2 separate regions of the Mus musculus genome follow, and region 1 is linked to region 2. The links are chromatin contacts, called in public Hi-C maps. All regions are on one chromosome and are shown on one strand. The core of a region is the stretch at or near the end of the contact, and the rest is flanking DNA. Distances in the headings are between cores, read along the strand shown.

Region 1 (6,639 bases), core at 2,857-5,356, 85 kb after region 2:
CACCTCTACCCTGTTTGTTTGTTTGTTTGTTTGTTTGAGACAGAGTCTCTCTACATAGCCCTGACTGTTCTGGCACTCACTATGTAGAACAGGTTGGCTTCCAAATCACAGAAGTCCATCTGTTTCTGGAGTGCTGAGATTAAAGATATGTACCTCCATACCCAGCTATTTTTAATTTGCTATAGAATTATTCCTGTAAAGGTCACTGCTGACTTCCATGCTGCTAAATTAAATGATCAGCTCTTGGTTTTTATCTTAATTATGCTATCCTAGAGAATTTGACAGGCTGTCCCTGCCTCTCCAGTAAATGCTGGGATTAAATTAGGGATGTGCTATCACACCTGGCTAGCCCATTTATTTAGCATATATATTTTTATGGTGTTAGGGATCAAATCCAAAGTCTCCCATATGGTAAGCAAATGCTCTAGCATTGAGCTACATCCCTAGCCTGACAGAAATGTCTATAGCTCTGTCTTAAACATGGTCCCCACTTAACTTCTAGGATATCATTTTCTTCCTAGTTTTCCTACTTTCTTGGCTGTTTTTCATCTTCCAGCCTTAGTTGTATTTACAAGCTTGTTGCTCTCCTTCAATGTGAGTAATAGAAATCTATCTGTAAAGATTTTCCAAGGTCCTGGAAATGCAAATCAAAACACAAGGAAGATGGCTCAGCAAGGCAAGGCACTTGCTGGTAAGCCTGATGCCCTGATTTCAATATACACAGTAGGAGAGAACAACTCCAGATAAAGAAAGTTGGTCTCTCACTTCCAAGCATGCACTGTGACATATGCCCCACGACATTTCCACGCACAAGGAATATATATATATATATATATGTATGTGTATATATATATATATATATATACATACATATATATATATATATATATATATATATATATATATATATATGCACACACAAATCGCCACACCATTTCATACTAAGATGGCCTAATGAAAAGGTGGCGAAGGTATGAGGCGCCAGGCCCCTCTGCACTGCTGATGTGATGTAAAGTGCCACAGCCACAGTGGAAAATAGTTTGAAGGCTCCTTAGAAGGTTCAGCAGAGAATTATCATTATCCCCAGCAACAGAAAAGAAATTAAAAGAATCTCAAATGGGTATTTGCACACTAATGTTCTAAGCGACACCAACAGTGCTATAACTGATGAATAAAAAAATATGAAGAATCTATCTCCATCAAAGTATTTTCCAGTCTGAGAAAGACAGGAAATGCTAAGACATTCTATAAGATGCGAAAACTATGGAAATATGATAAATGAAATAAGACACAAAAAGATAAATTCTTCATGATTCTACTTAAAAAGGTACTTAGAACAGGCAAAGCCACACAGATAGGAAGTAAAATAGGAACCAGTTAGCTAGCTAAGAGGGTAAAGGCACTTAGCAAGCAAAAGGCTGTCCATAAATAAAAAAATGTAGCGAAGATACTAGATGCCCTCTTACCTCTATAAAGTTGCCTTATAACCTCCACACATACACCATGACTTACATGCTTGAGCATATGCAAGCACACATGGTGGAAAGAAGGAAGAAAGGAAGGAAGGAAGGAAGGAAGGAAGGAAGGAAGGAAGGAAGGAAGGAAGGAAGGGGGAAAGGGAAGGAGGGGGGAAGGAGGGAGGAAGGAGAGGGGCTGGAGAGATAGGACCTAGTTTGGCTCCTAGCACCAAGGCAGCACACAACTGCCTATAACTCCAGTTCCAGGGGATCCAATGTCCTCTTTTGACTTTCATGGCTCCTGTACATAGGTAGTACATATACATACACTCAAAATTTAAAACAGAAATGAAACATTTTTAAAAATGAAAATAAGTAGCTGGGCATAGTTTAATCCCAGCACTAGGTAGGCAGGTGGGTCTCTGTGAGTTGGAGGCCAGCATGGTCTACTGAATGAGTTCTAGGACAGCCAGGGCTACATAGTGAGACCCTGTCTCAAAAAGCAAGCCTCCCTCCCCCAACAAAAAAAGTGAAATAGTAGTTATACCAGGGACTAAAAGGGGAGGGGAAACAAGTAATGATTTAATCGGTGCAGGTTGGCAGTTAGGATACTAGGTAGTGATGGTAACTATACTCCAATATATTTAATGTCACTGATCCATAACACATAAATGTGCTTAAAATGGAAAAGTATCTTATATAAGGTTTATCACAATAAAAATAAAAGTTTAAAAATTAAGGTTAGGTGCTAGAGAGCTTGGTTAGGGGTGAAGGGTACCTCCTGCTCTTTCAGAGGATTAGAATCTGTTTCCAGTACCAATATCAGGCAACTCAACTGCCTGTAACTCTAGCTCCAGGGGGTCTGATGCCCCCTTCTGGCCTCTAGGTACCTGCACACACAAGACATACTTACACATAAACATACATTTAAAAAATATTTCTTGGGGGCTGGAGAGATGGCTCAGAGGTTAAAAGCACTGACTGCTTCCAGAGGTCCTGAGTTCAATTCCCAGCAACCACATGGTTGCTCAAAACCATCTATAATGGGATCGGATGCCCTCTTCTGTTGTGTCTGAAGACAGCTACAGTGTACTCATATAAATAAATAAATAGTTAAAAAATCAAATATAAATAAAATTAAATAAAAAATATTGCTCTATTTTCTGTGAAACTCAAGATAACTCAAACAAGCAATAGGATGAATATTTATACACCATCCAAAGAAACATAAATTTGATACTCATTTGCTGAGAAATGATAGTAAAAAAACAAGGTTTTTATTTTTCATAATTAAAGTGTTTCCAAAACAGAAAAAAAAAAAAAAAAAAAAAAAAGCCAAACCATTTCGTATGGCTAGTAAGAGCACAGCAATTCAGAAGAGAGCAGTCTGGTGTCTGAGTCAAGAAGACCCAGGCAGCACTGGTCAACCTTGTGTACTGTGACAAGCATAATGCAAACTGTGTACCAAGGCTCTGGTGAAGTTATTTGACACAGCCTTGGATGAGGTTTGCCAGAAACAGCTATATTCATGTGAATTTGAATTCATTTTTGGTACTTGCATGTCTAGAAACCTTTTATACTGCTAAATTTCTCTAAACCCCACATTCACTTTCAAAGTCCCAAAAGGAGAGGCTGTGACTCAATTCGTCAGAAGTTGAGTTTGCCTCTGTACCTGGCTTCCTAGAATGTTTCAAAGCCCTATTACATGGCTTCATCTTGTTCTTCCTTCAGGACTTTGTTCAAATGTCAATTCTGACATAAATCTCTCCCGACCCCACTATTTAAAAATCAGCGGTAGAGTGCTTGCTGCTTGCCAAGAATGCACAAGGCTCTGGTTCAATAATCAGCACCAACAAAAATAAATAATGAAAACATAAGGAAATCACAGCACCAATTACCCTATAAATTTAGCACTTTGAACTTCTTTCCTACCTTATCTTTTTCCATAGTACTTACCATGATCTGATAACATATATTTATATTTTTTGCTTCTCTTCACTAAGATGAAAGCTTCAAAAGGGCAGACATTCCCACACCCACCCTTGGAGGGAGGGCTAGGAGATGGCTCAGTGCCTAAGAGCATCTGCTGTGAAAAAAACAGGGCTCAAGTACAGGAAGCTTCAAGTTCAGTGGAAAATGGTCTCAGAAAGTAAGGAGACTGATAGAGGAAGGCACCGGATGTTCTCTGCCCCTCTCTCTGCTAGGATCAGACACAACATACATTAGGCAATCAATGAATAGTTGTTGAATGCTGTTGGCACCGTCCCAGCAGCTGGGATCATGAGCCTTTTACCACAACTTCCACTGAACTTGAGAGTGTTCACAAGAAACAGAAATGAGGAACAAAGCAGAAGTCTAAAGAGAAGTCCATTTGGATAAGTCTTGTATCTCTCAAGAATATAATAACCCTTGCCCTTGAGGTCTGGACACGAAGGGCCACATTACACACTAAGCAGTGCTTAGTTGGCCCGGTAATGTGGGCCTCTAGTCCCAGCTGCTGGCAAGATTGAGGCAGGCAAGCACAAGTTACAGAGAGAGTTTAAAGAGAGCCTGGGCAACTTACTGAGACTGTATTAAAGTAAAGTATAAGCAAGGCTGGGGCTGTAGCTCAGAGGTGATCGATCAGCATGCACAATGCCCTTGGTTCAATGCCCAGCACTGTGGAGGGGTGGAGGGAAAGAAGGCTTTGTATCTTTGGTCTGAGATTTACAAAGCAGCAACTGCAGCGGCTCAGCAAGAATCAATTCGCAAGGGTAATGAACACAAATAAACTCTAATGTCACATCCAGTTTAGATGCTAAGCTAAGGGTCACTGATAGAGCATAATAAATAGGTCGGGAAATATGAGCTTTATAATCAAGGAACAATCCAAATTTGGGCACAGACTCTGGCAGGTGCTTTTATTTTGGTCTGTAGAGACTTTTATCACGAGTTCCAGCCCGAGGAGCAGCAGAGGTGGGCCTACCTCTCTTTCATGCCTCATAACTTTCATAGCTGTCTAACATAACAAGTAATTAACTGCCAAACAGCTATTTCTTCTCCTCTGAGGGGAAACTGCTCACCAGTCATTTAGAAAACATTGTTTTGTCATTTTCCAAACAGAGAGGAAAAAGGTTAGTACCTTTTGGCAACTACTACTGATTTAGAGCCAAATAAAAATTTCTGCCCAACTCGGCAAGGCCCCACTTCATCCTTTTGTTAAAATGATCAATAACTTCTTAATTATGTCACTCTTCCCAACAGATCCCCAGGTGAATTGCATATATACACACTGCACTGTGTGTGTGTGGCCATGTCTGTGTGTGTGGTGGTAGTGCCTGAAACAGGGCCTTGCACATGCTGGCCAAGCACTATCAATGAACTATAGCTCTAGCCTATAACTTATAAAAATCTTTTTCCTGTTTCCTGATGACTAATAGCAAAAGCAAACACTTAAGAAACAATTCACCCCCAGCCAACCCCCCCACACCCCATACCCCCCCACACACACGCAGATGCACAGCTTGGTCTTCATGTGGGTTCCCCAACAACTGGAGCAGGAGCTGTTCCTGAATCTACGGCATGCCTGCGGATCCCATTCCCCTAACTGGGCTGCTATGTCTTGCCTCAGTGGGAGAGGATGCACCTTGTCCTGCAGTGACTTGATGGGCCAGGGTGAGATAATACCCAGGGGTCTCTCTTCCTCTTCTCGAAGGAGAAGGGGAGGGGGGAAATGGGGGAAGAGCTGTATATAGGGGAACTGGGAGGGGAAGGGGGGCTGATATTGGGATGTAAAGTAAATAAATAAATGAAAGCAAAGAAAACAATTCACTAACAAGAATATATATTTGCTGGGGAGAAGGGACACAACTAGATAATCTATGAATCAGGCTCTGATTTAAGAGCATCAAAGCACTAGGCTGGCATGCTTTTAACCCGAGCACTCAGAAGGGAGGTAGGAGCAAGTGGATCCCGGTACACAGAGCTAGTTTTTCCTAGGACAGCCAGAGCTGTACAGAGAAACCTTGGGCTGAAACGAACAAAATGAAAACCAACCAAACAAAAAAATCTCTACTACTATCTAAGCAGCACAGATGTCAGGCTTAGTAGCAAACTCCTTTGTCAACACTGAGCCATCTTGCCAGCTCAATAGCTCTTTACTTGACAATGAACATAAATTTCCTAGATTTCCTTACATACCAGCAGTGGCAATGAAGGCCTTTTATGCCAGCACTGAGGAGGCAATGGCAGATAGATCTGTATGTATTCCAGGCCAGCCAAGACTACATAGTGAGATCTTGCCTCAAAAAAAAGAGAGACGGAGGGAGGGAGGGAGGGAGGGAGGGAAGGAAGGAAGGAAGGAAGGAAGGAAGGAAGGAAGGAAGGAAGGAAAAATATTTACTTATATAATTATCCACTCATCAATAAATATTTGGGTGCCTAGTATAAGCCAGACACCATTGTAGATACTAAAGGAAATGATAAAATTAGCCATAGATTCTGCTCTCAGGTATTTGAGAGTCCACTAGATATGTGTGTTAAGGATCAGAAGTGAAGACACAGGTGTGTTTTGTGTTTTCTGTGGTTGTTGGCTTAAGCCCAGTAAACATGCTGTATGAGCCCTGTACCACTGAATATACCTCTGCCCAAGAGACCGTTAAAGAAGCCAAAGTTGCTGGGCATGGTGGTACATGCCTATAATGCTAGCATTCTTCAGGCTGAGGCAAGAGGATTGCAGGATTGGAAAGTTCCAGCCTGGGTAACATCGTGAGACCTGAGAGTCTATGAGAGGTGTGGGAAGAGAGACTACCTTTCAGGGCTTGAAGAAGGGAAATATAATCTCTAGTCAGAAGAGATTCCATGTCTTTGGAGAATAATAATAGACACTATCACACTCAATCACTAAATATGTGCCACACTCATGTATATGTATTTTATTTTCTAAATCTCTGGACAATTTGGGATAGGCATGGTAGCACACTTTTGTGAGACAGAGTTTGTCTGTAGCCCTGGCTGTCCTGGAACTCACTTTATCAACCCAGCTGGCCTCAAACTCACAGAGATCTGTCTGCCTCTGCCTCTTGAGTGCTGGGATTAAAGGCATTGGCCACCACCACCCAGCTCTGTAGCACACACTTTTTAATCCCAGCAATTGAGAATTAAAAATAAGTGAATCTCAGTAAGTTCAAGGCCGTGCAGGTCC
Region 2 (6,949 bases), core at 3,100-5,599:
TCTCTATACTGTGCTGCCAAGTACAAGCCCCATTAAATTAGTGAAGAGTACACAGAGGGCTAGGGCTTGGTTTAGTGAAATGATTAGTGTCAAGAAAACTGCAACTCTGCAAGCTGCTGCTTTTAGAGAAATTCACTTAACTATATCCATGGGTGCCCCCCCTCCTTGCTTCAAAACTCAGATGTTCACCCAGCCCTAGCAGGAAGATGAAGACCTCAGAGAGAGGGTGCTGACAGCAGGCCGCAGAGGCTGCAGACACAACTCGCTTTAATTGCACCAGCAACTGCTAAGCAATTAGTGAAAAAGAAAAAGAAAGACAGCATTAGGGCAAAGAGGAATGGAACATGCAACCATGTGGAAATTCGCCATCCTTGACCTGAGGAGAGCGGGTTACTCATGGCAGCTGCGATGCGCCCAAACCTTGCACCTGAGCCCCAAGGCCCCTTTCCAGGCAGCAACAGTGAGTGACAGTCTAGTCTTCCCCTTGCCTTTACAGTTTTTATCTCCAATTTTCTTCCCTGTGGCCACAAACAAACTAAGGAAAGATGAAAGTCACAGATCAAGTGGGTGATTTAGCTCTTGGGTTCCTTGGGCAGAGCCTGTGCTTGCACAATACTGGAATATGAGCATCCATAAATACTAAGCAGTGGTTCATCAGAAGCATGCATGTACTGGGCCTGGCGGGTGGTGATGACAGGTCACTTCTGCAGGTGCCGTTTCCAAGTTGTATCCTTATTTTATCATAGTCAAGAAAGGCAATACAATTAAAAACTGCCAACAAAACCCAGAGAAAGTCAATTCTCAAATGTGACTTTGGGTGGGAAAAAAAAAAAAAGAAAAAGAAAGAAGAGCTAAAACAGTAAATCATCCTCAGTCAACAGGGAATTTGGAATAGTATCAGTAAGTATTGGTGTCTTTTGTGAGGAGAGAGCATAGAAGTCAAGGAGAGGAATAGTTCCTAAGGAAGATAAACGTTCAGGTATCCTCATTTCTCCACATTCACTATAAAATCACAAGCCTAGAAAGTCCCAGATTTTCTATAATGACCTAGATTTTAAAAACAGACCTGCTGGACCAGATGTGGTAGTGCCTGCCTACCATCTCAGCACTCAGGAGCTCTCTGAGTCTTAGACCAGCTTGAGTTATATGAAACTGTTTCACAAAACCCCAATGATAATGAATAAATCTAATGGTCATTTTATGTATGAGTTACCCCAAAGCCCCAGCACAGTGCTATCCAGCAACCAGTAAAGCAATTCAGGCAAAATTAAAGCCAAATAGAAAAGCCTAAAGGATAAAAACTGGGGCAGAGGTAGAGGGGAAGAAATCTCAACAGAGTATATCAAGTACAAAAGGCTGAAGAGGAAATGTCCTTGACATAGTTGAACACAGAAGTGTTCGCACTCCCCACCTCTGGGAATCCTTTCCCTGAATACTTACATTACAAATTATACACCCAGGGCTGGAGAGATGGGTTAGCTGTTAAAGGCTAGGCTCACAATCAAAATAAATCACATACCTATATTAGCTTTCTATGACCTAATCTCTGTTTTACTTTCTTCATAACACTTGTCATTACCTAACATTACATGTAACTGCTAAATTTTTATTACACTTATGCATTTATCTATTTAGAGAGAGCATGAGTCATGGAAGGTCGGAAGACAACTTGTAGGAGCTGGTTCTTCCCTTCCATTTTGTTGGTTCTAGAGACTGAACGTAGAGCCATAAGTGCCTTTACCTACCCACTAAGCCATCACTCTGGTCCCATGTAATTTTTTTTTAAAGATTTATTTATTATTATATATCTAAGTACACTGTAGCTGTCTTCAGATGCACCAGAAGAGGGCGTCAGATCTCATTATAGATGGTTATGAGCCACCATGTGGTTGCTGGGATTTGAACTCGGAACCTTCGGAAGAGCAGTCGGTGCTCTTATCCACCGAGCCATCTCTCCAGCCCCCTGGTCCCATGTAATTTATTTTATACCAAATTATATATTTATTTGATTCATCTCTTGTTCCCAGAATGGGATATATGTTCAATGAGGCTGAAGCCAGGGTCTTTCACGGGTCCATGAGGCTTCTTTCAGCAATTTAGGAAAGTGCATTTCACAGGCTTGCAGCTCCACACTAACGGGCAGTTAATGAGGAAAGCCTGAATCACAGCTTCCTTTCCCTCTCAGCTCATTGCCAGGCACTGATAAGGATTTGCAGAAGGAGAGTAAAGTTAGAGGGAAGGCAGACACCAGACCTACTAAAATCTAGGGAGTTGGATTGGATTTTCTTTTGCATTAGCAGCAGTGCCATGGAATACTTTTTCACTAAATCTTTTTTTGGGGGGGTTGTCGGGGTGGGGGTGGGGTACAGGGGGATAGTAGAACAAACAGCCTTGGCTGTTTGGAACTCGAGATGTAGACCAGGCTGGCCTTAAACTCAGGGCAGTGCCTCCCCCGGCTGGGATCAGTAAGTGATGTAAACAATTCTGCAGTTCATGAAGTCATCATGCAAACTGGTAACGCAATACTTCCCAAGATGCCCTCACGGGTCTGCCTTCTGCCTACTTCATTCCTTTCTAGCTTAAATGTCACTTTCTCGAGGGACATTTGCAGCAAAACAGCTATCAACATCCCTTAGCATTTCTGACCAAATAAAGACTCAACAGCACAGATCTGAATCCAGTCCAGGTTCCTGACTTAACTTCTCTTGTTCAGCTTTCCCATCTGTAAAGGAACAAGAACAATACCTCACTTATGGGATGACAGTAACAGTAACTGTTCTTACTATGTGCCAGGTGTAAAGTAAATATGACAGAACTACCTTTTCAATCTAGGTATGAGGTCATGCATTTACTTCTCTCAGCTTTTCTATATGTTTAAAACTTTATGTAATCCACAATGTTTGGAAAATTGTCTTGGTAAAGCTTTCAATTGACTACTAGTCTCTTTAAAGGAGGTACGAATCTACTACTAAAAGAACTGATAATAAATACCTGCTTTTAAATCTCTAAAAGGAGGCTGAAGAGACTGTCAACCATTAAGAGAAATCACTGGTTGCTATCCCAGGACCTGGGTTTGATTTCCAGTACCCACATTGGGATTCACAACCATCTGCAGGCACAGTCCCAGGAGATCCAATGTCCTTTTCTGGCCTGGTACTACCTACATGTATGTGGTACACAGACAAACATGTGGGTAAAAACCTATATGCATAAAATAAAAATTAAAGTACTAGGCGTTTAAAATACTTATTTAAAATGTATTGTTTATAAATACTTCTTCTGGGGCTGGAGGGATGGTTCAATGGCTACGAGCACTGGTTGCTCTTGAAAAGGACCCAGGTTTGATTCCCAGCACCTTCCTCCCATTACTTTAGTTTCAGGATGCACATGATACAGAGACATACACTCATACATGAAATAAATGTCTAACAGTAAATATATATCTATAAAAAGTTTCTCACAACTCTTTTTAATCCGCTCCTTTCCAATCCTCTACTTCTTATGAATATGCAGCAGAAGCTAACACACGCTTCTGAGAATTCTGATTTTTCACCCTGAGTCAAATTTCCCAAAGCTTAGCACTGAAGCCTTCTGTTCTATCAGCTGCGCCAGGCTCCCTGCCTCTCAGTGTGGTCGAGGGAATACCCAAACCTGCAAGCTGATCCGAGCCTCCAGCAGAATGGGTTCCACACACCTGAGTTCTATACTCTGTGGTCTAACCTCTCTCCACCAGCTCTAGAAAAGCAGTTCACACTCAGTGGGCTGCAGTCAGGTTGGCTCAGGTAAAGCCAGGAAGCCCTGTCCTCCAACTCTCCTCACTAGCAGCTGAAGAGCTTCCCTTTTAACCCTTTCTTCATTTCCTTTCAGATATGTTTCCTTTACTCACATTTAATTGTAAGCTGTGAATCAATTACATCATTCTTTCTACTAAACTATGTTCATGAACTAGACTTTCAAGACATAGCCAGAAGCCACGTGTGTTGGTTCACACTTTCACATTTGTAATTCCAGCACCTGGGAGGTAGAGGCAGAAAGCTTTCATTACATAAGGAGTTTGACGCTGTAGCCTGGGCACTGTGAGAAACTCAAAAGAGAATAGAGACATTGGGCAGTGGTGTCGTACACCTTTCATCCCAGCACTTAGGAGACAGAGGCAGGCAGATGTCTAAGTGTGAGGCCAGCTGGGTCTACAGAGAGAGTTCTGGACTACACAGAGAAACTCTGTCTTAGAAGCAAGCAAACAAAGCACGTATTCTAAGTGGTGGTCAAGTTTCCTCACTGGCACACTATGCCCAGCAGGTGCTGGAACGAGCAGCAGCTGAGCAGTTGCGGACACGTGGGGCAGGCCAGGTCTCCTTTGAAATCGATTCTAAGCCAAGGACGATAAACATTGCATATGTGGACTATGAAGACACTATGTCAACAGCATGAACTCCGAAGTGCTGTGGGAAAAACCTAAGGCTTTTGTGGCTGCTGGGATAGCTTGCCAGTACACTTCCCCACGTGCATCCCTTCATGAGACAGTTCCTTCATCTACCTGGTGTGAAACTGGGACAAGTCCTGCACAAACCACCTAGGAAGGACTGAGAAGCCGGGAGGATCTTCTGGTGGCATCTGGTTGTTGCTCACTCATGTTGGGCTATGATGAATTACACACCACCTTTTATTTACAAGAGGAAAATGGCTTGATGAAAACAACTGCGGTCTTGCAGCAGAGGGACAGTGAGGCGCAGTGCACAAAACCAAGATCAATGGCTTTGCAGGTCTGCTGTGGAGACAGCTGTGTTCTGCTTCTTCAGTGCACACATTAACTGTTTCCACCTAAGATACCTACAGTGTCCTTTGAGTCACTGCCATCAATTTAGAATTAAAACAGTTGCAATAAATACGTACATACCAAAAACCCAAAAAAAGAACGAAAGGGGGTGAGAGGGAGAGGGAATGGGAGGTAGAGCAAGACAGCTAGAATTTGTCTCTTAATAGTCAGCTGTCCTGTCATCATGGTCATCTACTTAGAATATATTACTAGGACAAGATGGGAGGTGGAGATGAGCTGCTCTGGAACTCAAAGACCACACACACACACACACACATACACACACACACACACAAATGCGTGTGCACACCCCCCCCACACCAGACAAATCACATAAAACTGCCTTTTATTTCCAGTAATGTAGAAAAATCTAAATTTACTGACCTCAACTTCTCCCTTATAACAATGGCCCAACAACTTAAGGAGACCAGGGAAGCAGTAGCTCAACATGCAATATACAAGTGACTTTTATAATTATCTCGAGGTAATGGGTCACACAAGCAGCTTCTCTCACCAAAGCACATCTCTTCTTGGTGTCAGTAGAGCAATCAATCATTATGAGAACATACATTTGCTTCCTGTACTAGTTTGGAATTGTCTTCATAACTCTTTAAAACGTAGGTTGCTACTCTCTTCTTTAGATAATTAGATACCACAAGTAAGCTCATCTCTTACTTTGTATAGTAAGTATTCTGTGTCCCTCTGGACACAGATAGACAGACAGACACAGACATGTACCCAAACATACACTACCTGCTTGTGATTGTTGGGTTTTGGCAGGTTCTGCTTTTAAATGGAAAACTCAGGTTACAGTTCAATTATGCTGTTTCTTACATTACTGCCAAGAGACAAAGCCTGACTCCTACTTGTCCAGCATCATTAGTAAAATGCCAGAATTTAATCTAATGTATGAGACTTAGCTCAGGCAGGAACTTCAAAAACCGGGTGTAGCTGTATTCTGATTGTTTAGGAGTAAAATCTGAGTCTCCTGTGGGTGTTACATTTATGTAATGGTGCCATCACACTAAATGACAGAGGGGCCAAGCACGGCAGTGAGATGAGCCATGTTGAAATGACAGTCCTGGGTGATAAATTAACTCTCACCCCTTTTCTAGCTTTATGTTCAAAGTCTCTTTGAATGTATATGTGAAGGTTGATATGAAATCCTCAGTACAGGGATTGTAAGCGTGTGAAACTACACCAAGCCTTTCCACTTCTGGAGCAAGACTTGGGTTCTTAGGCCTTGGAAGAAAGCACTTTATCAAATGAGCTAACTCCCTAGCTCTGTTCTAAACAGTTTCTATGTGTCATTTTCACTTCTAGGTGGTTCCTGAATATGTCATGTACCAGGGAGGAGCAACTGGGTTAAGGGACCAATTGAGGCAAGGAAAAAAATGTCTATGTGGACGGTGCATGACTGGTAAGACAGCAGGGACGAGCAATTAAACAGTCAGTCACAGTCAGATGTGTAGCATCTGTGGCCTTTGGTTAAGTTATTTTTGTGTAGTGCTAAGGGTGCAGCTCAGCTGGCATAGTGATGGCTTACGATGTACAGAACCCTAGGTTCAATCCCCAGCACGGCTTAAACTGGGCATGGTAGAGCAGGCTTGGAACCCTAGCACCTGGGAGGTAAAAACCAGAGTTTTTATTAGTTGAGTTATTAGGGGACTTTAAAATATAGCATCAGTGACAGTGGCCTACACTCATGTTCCTGTGGAAGCTCACAAGTTCATACAAAGCCAAAAATTTCCATGAAAAAAAATGTACTTATGTGTACATTCTGTAGGCTTCAGCCATCTGTGTCCTATTCTTTGTTCCTCTAAATTAGTGAATTAAAAGTCCTAACCTAGATATTGTGGTTCATGTTTGTTAAGGGTCTGAGGCAGGAGGATTACTGTGAGTTTGAGCTTGAACTATACAATGAGGGCCTATTTCAAAAGAAAAACAACAATAACAACCCAATTTCTTCTTCATAGGCTTTTTTTTCTTCTTCATAACCATCTTTCTCTCTCATTTTAAATGGTTATGGATGCTCTGCCTGCCTGCATGTATGTCTGTGCACCAAGTATTTGTCTAGTGGCTGTAAAGGCCAGAAGAGAACACAGGATATCCTGGGACTGGAGTTCCATACAG

The links. Hi-C and Micro-C count contacts between places; a contact is called where the count stands out from the background.
Region 1: a contact with region 2 is called in a Hi-C map of liver, with 1.8 times the contacts expected there. The contact joins two enhancer-like sites. A contact is called at or near these places in 5 of 15 datasets of contacts at CTCF or cohesin (CD8 T cells, the G1E-ER4 cell line, the NIH/3T3 cell line and 2 more), 127 of 484 Hi-C or Micro-C datasets (the AML12 cell line, B cells, the BV-2 cell line and 64 more), 14 of 115 datasets of contacts at active chromatin or transcription factors (the 230-238 cell line, CD8 T cells, the HPC-7 cell line and 6 more) and 3 of 9 other capture datasets (adipose tissue, embryonic stem cells and liver).

What each region holds. Positions count from the first base shown.
Region 1 is chr9:65,840,940-65,847,578 of GRCm38.p6, forward strand. All of the region lies in intron 12 of Trip4 (thyroid hormone receptor interactor 4), which reads right to left. Among named protein-coding and RNA genes, the nearest start is that of Zfp609, 17 kb to the left of the region's middle. Within about 2 kb of position 4,107, at least 46 of the 459 cell types and tissues checked have an H3K27ac peak or open chromatin away from gene starts, as enhancers often do. A contact at or near this core is called in hepatocytes and liver, where this site is marked.
Region 2 is chr9:65,755,847-65,762,795 of GRCm38.p6, forward strand. All of the region lies in intron 2 of Zfp609 (zinc finger protein 609), which reads right to left. Among named protein-coding and RNA genes, the nearest start is that of Zfp609, 68 kb to the right of the region's middle. Within about 2 kb of position 4,350, at least 11 of the 459 cell types and tissues checked have an H3K27ac peak or open chromatin away from gene starts, as enhancers often do. A contact at or near this core is called in hepatocytes and liver, where this site is marked.